Regions from separate parts of the Gossypium hirsutum genome. Here region 1 is linked to region 2. The links are chromatin contacts, called in public Hi-C maps. All regions are on one chromosome and are shown on one strand. The core of a region is the stretch at or near the end of the contact, and the rest is flanking DNA. Distances in the headings are between cores, read along the strand shown.

Evidence for each region. A called contact is a pair of places that touch in the nucleus more often than the background predicts.
Region 1: a Hi-C map of leaf shows a contact between it and region 2, with 4 times the contacts expected there. The contact joins the promoter of LOC107948161 here to the promoter of LOC107948166 in region 2. A contact is called at or near these places in 10 of 34 Hi-C or Micro-C datasets (anther, callus, leaf and 1 more).

The regions. Positions count from the first base shown.
Region 1 is chrA12:81,866,476-81,870,241 of Gossypium_hirsutum_v2.1, reverse strand. It overlaps LOC107948161 (ORM1-like protein 1), which reads left to right and starts at 1,301. Exons shown (of 3, transcript XM_016882629.2): 1 at 1,301-1,760; 2 at 2,506-2,654; 3 at 3,081-3,491. The coding sequence starts at 1,575. The coding sequence ends at 3,219. LOC107948159 (bifunctional fucokinase/fucose pyrophosphorylase) reads left to right here. Exons shown (of 8, transcript XM_041082844.1): 8 at 1-347. The coding sequence ends at 198.
Region 2 is chrA12:81,681,873-81,685,231 of Gossypium_hirsutum_v2.1, reverse strand. LOC107948166 reads left to right here and starts at 2,031. Exons shown (of 3, transcript XM_016882635.2): 1 at 2,031-2,368; 2 at 3,085-3,167. The coding sequence starts at 2,290.

The sequences.
Region 1 (3,766 bases), core at 52-2,551, 190 kb before region 2:
TGTAGCAATGAATATGTCGATAAACTGTTTGCATTTGCCGACCCGTACTGCTCTGGCTACAAGCTTGTGGGAGCAGGTGGGGGGGGGGGCTTTGCCTTATTACTCGCCAAAAATGCCACATGTGCCAAAGAATTAAGAAGCATGTTAGGGAAAAACCCAGAATTTGATTCAGTAATCTACAATTGGACCATCTACTAATATTTTTTTTCGATATTTTTCGTTTTACAATTTATTTTTGGGTTATTGGTGCCCTCTATCTAATAATTAATAGACGATATAATTCATTGTATTGTAAAATACTATTCTTTTACAACATTTGTGAAATGAAACACTAGAAAGTTCCATCATCTTCTTTTTTCTTTTTATTATTATTAGCATATGTGGGTTTTGGTTCGAAGGATCAGTTTAGTTTATATTATTTCAGCTTTTAATTTATTTGTATTTTGTAATAGTTTAATTTTACTTTATAGTTACTCAAAATTTATTTTTATTGTGCAATGATTATACTATATTTGTATTTGAAAATTCTATAGAAAAAAATTAAAATATTGTATTTTAATATTTTTAATTTTTTCAATCTATAAATTTTATTTTGAAAAGATTTAAACCTAAAATATCATAATTTTGTTTTTGAAACATTATTATTTTAACCAAAATTATATTTAATTATTATATCATTTTTCATAATTATTTTAGCCGCATTCTACCTATCCATAATATAATAATTAATAAAAAATGGTCTATAAATTATGTGATTAGAGTTTGGCTACACTTTCTTTGCAACAAAGTAAAATGTATTTATGGCTTCCATTCTTAAAATAGAAGTGCAATTATTTCAAGTAATAGCATGAAATGTTATTTAAATTAGATTGATTAGATTAAAAATGAATTGAGAAATTAGTTGAAAATCAATGATACAACAAACTTTTCTTTTCTTTGATTTTAAAATTTAAAAATGAAAAAATAACTTAAAATCATACAAGTAATTTTTGAAAATTTATAATTATTAATTTAAAGAATTTATGCTTTGAAATACTTTTGGATGTTTAAATAAATAAAACGAAAGATGATGGAAGTAGAATAAATATTTTAATTGAGTAACTACTTGAGTATTTATATCAAGGTGTTTTAATATTTTCAAGTGCATGAAGAATAAATTGTCTATTTATTGAATAAGACTTAACAAGAAGAAACGAGAAATTAATAACTAATTAAGATCAAAATGTAATTTACAATCGAATTCATTTAATTTTAATTTTTTATCAAATAAATTCAAAAATTATAAAGTCGGTGTGAACTTAAGAGAGTTTCCAAAATGAGGGAAAAAAGGGAAAACGGTGGCGTATGGGTAAAGCAAAAGAGTTTATTTTGTAATAATGAGTTTACAGGCTTTTAGATAATTAATCAAAAGAAATTGAGAACTTCCACATTAATTTCCGATCATCTTCATCTTCATCTCCATCGTAGAGCGCCTAGTGTTTGAATTTATATAAATTCAATCAAATACAAAAACTGGGTCGTTTTAGAAGAAGGGTCTCGTCTCTAATTTTGGCGGGTTAAATTGAAAAACATAAATGGCGAATCTATATGTGAAGGCGGTACCACCGGCTGATCTGAACCGGAACACCGAGTGGTTCATGTACCCAGGTGTATGGACTACTTATATCCTATTCCTCTTTTTCTCTTGGCTCCTTGTTCTTTCCATCTTTGGTTGTTCTCCTGGCATGGCTTGGACCATCGTTAATCTCGCTCACTTCCTTGTACGTTTCCTTTTCTCTTTTAATTGTCTCTTGGTATTTAATGTTGAATTGGGTCCCTTTTTTGCCTGCAAATTACCCCTTTTTTTGTGTGAATTTGCTCTGTATTGGTTGGTTTTGATTAATTTTCCTTTTGGGTCTTTTATGATTTGTTGATTAATGTTGTTGAGCTGTGGGGGAATTATTGTATGCCTTACAGTCTTTATTTGTGATAGGACTATTATTTGAAAGTTTTGAACTTTGCCTTTTTTGTTTTTCCGTCCTTGCAATGTATTGGGAGCTGAAATTATATCGAGTGATATCTTGTTTATTGATAGGAAGTAAGGAAATTAGGGATTTTACATTGAACAATGTCCTTAAGTTTTGAAAAATGCGTTTCGAGTTGAGATATAGGCTGCCTCATACTCGTAATCTCGGAAATTATAGCTTTGGGATTCGAAATTAGTCTATGTCCATCGCATTGGTAGCTTCACTAAATAATTTCCCCAATATATGTATTTGTTGCAGTTGCTTATTCATCTACTTACATTATGTCGTTAACTGAAGTTTTTCGACCACTTAGCTTCATGGTAGTTCTATCTAAGCCGATCTTATGCTTTGTTCTAATGTAAAGGTGATTTGCTAGTTTACTTCACATACCATGCCTTAAGCTTTTTTCTAAGGAACTTCCTTTTTCTGGTTTTGGTCATGTGCTCACTACTGCTTGATAGTATCCGAACCAACAATGAGAGATTTGTCTATTTTTCAGGTTACTTACCACTTCTTTCACTGGAAGAAAGGAACCCCGTTTGCTGACGATCAAGGAATTTACAATGGCTTGACTTGGTGGGAGCAGATAGACAATGGAAAGCAGCTAACACGCAACAGAAAGTTTTTAACCGTTGTACCTGTTGTGCTGTAAGTCTGTTATATGATATATTTCACAATTTTGTTTCCTGTATCTTGCTGATGATCTTTCTTATTATTTTGTGCTGTGCCTCTGAATTCATGTGTACGAGTGTGCATGTATTCGTTTTCGAGCTTTGAATGTAATGAACTATATGGATTACTAGGGAAGCAATGAGTGCGTAAACACGGATACCCACCGATCATACACAGCATGTTCATGTTGGATTATAACAACTGGGTTTTTATACATGACTATTCATGTTACCTTGCTTTTAACAAAAGAGTAGATTTTAGTGTATCGTGTATTTAGTTTTAACATAGTTTATGCGTAATTCATGATTTTTCTAGTTCCGTCAGAGAGCATTAGCTGCTTCCAGTCTTTTTGGAATCCGTTTGCTGACCTTGGGTCATTCAATCACCACTTTTTTTTTACAGATACCTGATAGCTTCGCATACAACAGACTACCAACATCCTATGCTCTTTCTGAACACACTTGCAGTGATCATCCTCGTCGTTGCCAAGTTCCCAAACATGCACAAGGTCCGGATCTTCGGAATCAATGCAGACAAGTGAGTTTTCCTCCCCGTTCAGAACAGTTGATTTCACCAGCTAGAAAAGCCATACATACAGCTCCTTCACCTCTGTTGAAAATGGGTATATCTCTTTGTATAGAACATTTTGAAGGCTTAATGTTCTTCTTTCGTTTTCATGGTGAATTTTCTAACTGCACACTTAGAAGCTCCCCTTTGATCATGATGAAGGAATAATGAGGGTATCAAGTTAAAATCTTTGTATAGTAGAGAAACATAATATATGTTCAATATCATTAAGCTCTTGTCTTCTTATATTTGTGTGTATATGTATTTATGCAGCTATCATGTTCTTATATATATGTCTGTGTGTATATATATATATTTTTTTATGCAGCTATCATGTTCTTATTTTCAGACCAGTGGCAGCCATGGGAAATATCTTAGATAAGACTATACCTAGGCCTTTTTTGTTTGGTTACTCTTTTTTCTCTGATAATTAAGACATTGTATAATCTGGTACAACTATAAGGATTTATCATATGTTATTGTAAATCACTACCTTAATTTTAAAGACTATGCAATTCACT
Region 2 (3,359 bases), core at 782-3,281:
ATAACTTCTAAAATTTCAACATATACTTAATAATATTTTATTCTAAGATCATAAAAACTCAAAAATTACTAGAAAAAAACTTAATTTAACTTACCAATTAAACTTCAAACTTTAAAATCCCTAATTTCCCCTTTTTCTTTCTTTCCCTTTCTTCCCTTCTTTTCTTATCTGTTTTTGTCCCCCAATTCAGTTCTTTATTTCTTTTTACTATTTTTTTCATTTATTTTACTTTAATTCCTTTGTTTATTAATTGAATAATAATATATTATAATAATATAGATATCTTTTACTTATATAATAAATAAATATATAATTATATTACAAATGTACATATATTTATTATTACTATTACACATGTATAGTTTCATTACGATACATTCATCTCTATTTATTTTATTTAATAATAATAATAATATAATAATAATAATAATAATAATTTTATTGGCAATGCAAGCTCGAATCCCATTTGTTGCCATGTACATTAACATACACGAAAACTTTAGAGCTCTCTTTGTCACTGAATTCTTTGTTTATTGTTACTCTAACTCATTACTAATTAAGGTATTATTTGGAATTTGAACTTGATAACAACTTTCACATTAGGAACTGGAATTTTTTTCGCCCAAGTTCATTACTTCTATATTGAAGCTTAAATTAAGCAATTGTTTCCACATTGAAGCTTAAACTTTTTTTTATTTAAGTTAGTCCTTAAATTTCCCAATTGTTCCCATATTAGTATGAACTTGATAACTTTTTGCATGTTGGGGTATGAACATGGAAATAGTTCCTACACTTGAGCCCGAATTTTAGGATATTTAAAGAAATATTAAAGACTAACTTAGACAAAAAAAAATTCAAGCTCCAACGTGAAAATAATTACCAAGTTGTCCTAAAAGTGATTTAACCCCTAATTATAATAATTGGCAATATAATCAACTAGCTAGCTACTTGGGCTAGGAAGTTCAATGGACTTGAAATTTGCATTATAATTTTACAGCCTTATCTCAACTTTTTATTTTTACATAATACTCACAAAAAAAGTTACATCTGTTTTAATATGATTTATTTCAAAGAATTTAGTCTATTTATTTTTTAAATTTAAAAATGCAAGTCAAATTGCTGACAAAATTAAAATTATTTTATTAAATTCAAGTTCAATTCAGAGTCACTTTTTGTTACATTGCTATTAAGTAAATATTTTTTTCATTTTAAAATGTCACACCAAAAAATTGAAAAGAAAGATTTCAACTATATTTGAATTTGGAAATCTAAAAAGTAAAAAAGAGTAAATCTTTTAAAATAACAATAAAAGGCTTAAGGGTGTAAAAAGCCCTTAAACTTAAAAAAAAAATTAAGCCTTTTTTTTGCACTTAATTGAATACTTGAACTTTCAAAATGTATAAAAAGACCTTTCAAAATGTATAAAAAGACATTTCAAAAATAAAAAAATAAAAAATAAAGCCACTGTTTTTTTTTCACTCAATTGGGTACTTGAACCGCCCCTAATTTTTTTACCACATGTCATGCTGTGTTACGACACATTATAGCTTTAACTGAAAAAGAAAAAAAAACTAGGGATCGTTAACTTAAACAGTCGACAGTTAAAGTTAATGGTTAAAGAGCCTTTTTGTTGCATTTTATAATTTTTTTTATGATTTTTTATAAAATTTTACAAATTTTATAAATCTTTTTTTCTAATTTTAATAATTTTTTAATAATTTTATATTTTTATTAAAATTTAATACTTTTTATAACTTTTATTAATTTTTTTATAATTTTTTGTCACATGTCACGCCATGATTGTGATATGGGGTGACTTTAACTGAAAAAATTAGGCGCAGTTAATTTTAATGGTCAACTGTTAAAGTTAACGGTCAAATGACCTTTTTGATGACAGTTTAAGTATCCAATTGAATGCAAAAGAAAAATCATGGGCTTAATTACTTTTTTTAATGTATTTTTAAAGTTTATGTATCTAATTAAACCTAAAAAAAAATAAGTGCTCAATTATTTTTTTAAAAGAATGTGAGGACTTTTACACTTCAACTAAAATAAAAAGACTAAAAATTTCAAAAATGCAAAAGCTACAATGATTTAGGGCATTTTTTTTTTGGTATGTTTTTCTCAGTTACCCGACCCGAGATTCACCAATATTGATTTTAATCTTGATTTCTAATTTCCTAAAGAGTGGGATCATCCATTTCAATTTTGGGGGTTTTCATCAAAGAACAGAGAGTTGGCTAGTCGAGAAGAAAAGGTTGTAAAAGACGGAAATTTTCGATTTAAGATATGGCGGTGATGGAGAAGCTTAAGATATTCGTAGTGCAAGAGCCAGTTGTAGCTGCCTCTTGCCTCATCGCTGGTTTTGGTTAGTTTTTTTTTTTTCGATCATTGCTAATTTAATCCCTAGTTGTATGCTGTTTGGGTTTAGTATAATTTGGAATTAGAAGAAACTTGGCTTTATTAGGAAATTCAGAATCATCTACGCTTTTAGTTGAAAGTTGTGTGTGCTGTTCTTTTTGAATAATCTGAAATTCGATTCATAAATTATCATCCATTGTATGACTTATACGTATATGTCATGATGCAAAGGATTCTAGATCTATTAACAAATGCAGTGGCAAGGGAAAGTACCATTGTGGGGAAAGGGGTAGCCATGAACTCCAAAAGGATTAGTTGTGAACCATCAAACAGACGCGAAGGATATCTTAGTTATTAAAAAAGAAGGATTCTAGATCCGAAGTGATGCATAAAGTTGGTACATTCTATGGCTGAAATCGCTGCGATCAAGTTAATATTGTGTCTAATAATCGAAACAACAGTGGTAGGGGAAAATGCGGGTCTTGAGATAACACATTGTGACCTCATGCGATTATTGCAGTTAGGGTAATGAGTATATGAATCCGAAATGATAGTGTTTTCAATTGTTGACTGTATGAATCTATCTTGAAGAAAGAACAATATTCCGCAAAGATTGGTGTTTGAATTTTCTGGCTTTTTCCTGCATTTTTGTGAAGATTGAGCCTTTTCTTTTCTTTTTATCTCTTTTGTTGTCTGCTTGATACTTTTGTGAAAATTATGCAGGTCTCTTCCTACCAGCTGTTGTAAGGCCCATTTTAGATTCCATGGATTCATCAAAGCAAGTCCCACAACCTGCTTTAAGAGACGTAAGTATAGCACGTATCTTTTTGTACAGGCTTTATTTGTTGTTTTTGTTTGTGGATTAGCTTAACCCCATTAATTTGGTTTAGACATGTCATAGGAGAGAAGTTTTGAGATTCTAGTAACGGGGTATTTGTTCTTTTCTTTTGACATGGCAGATTTCTAATCCTTGCATACAGTTTCAAGACTATATTTGA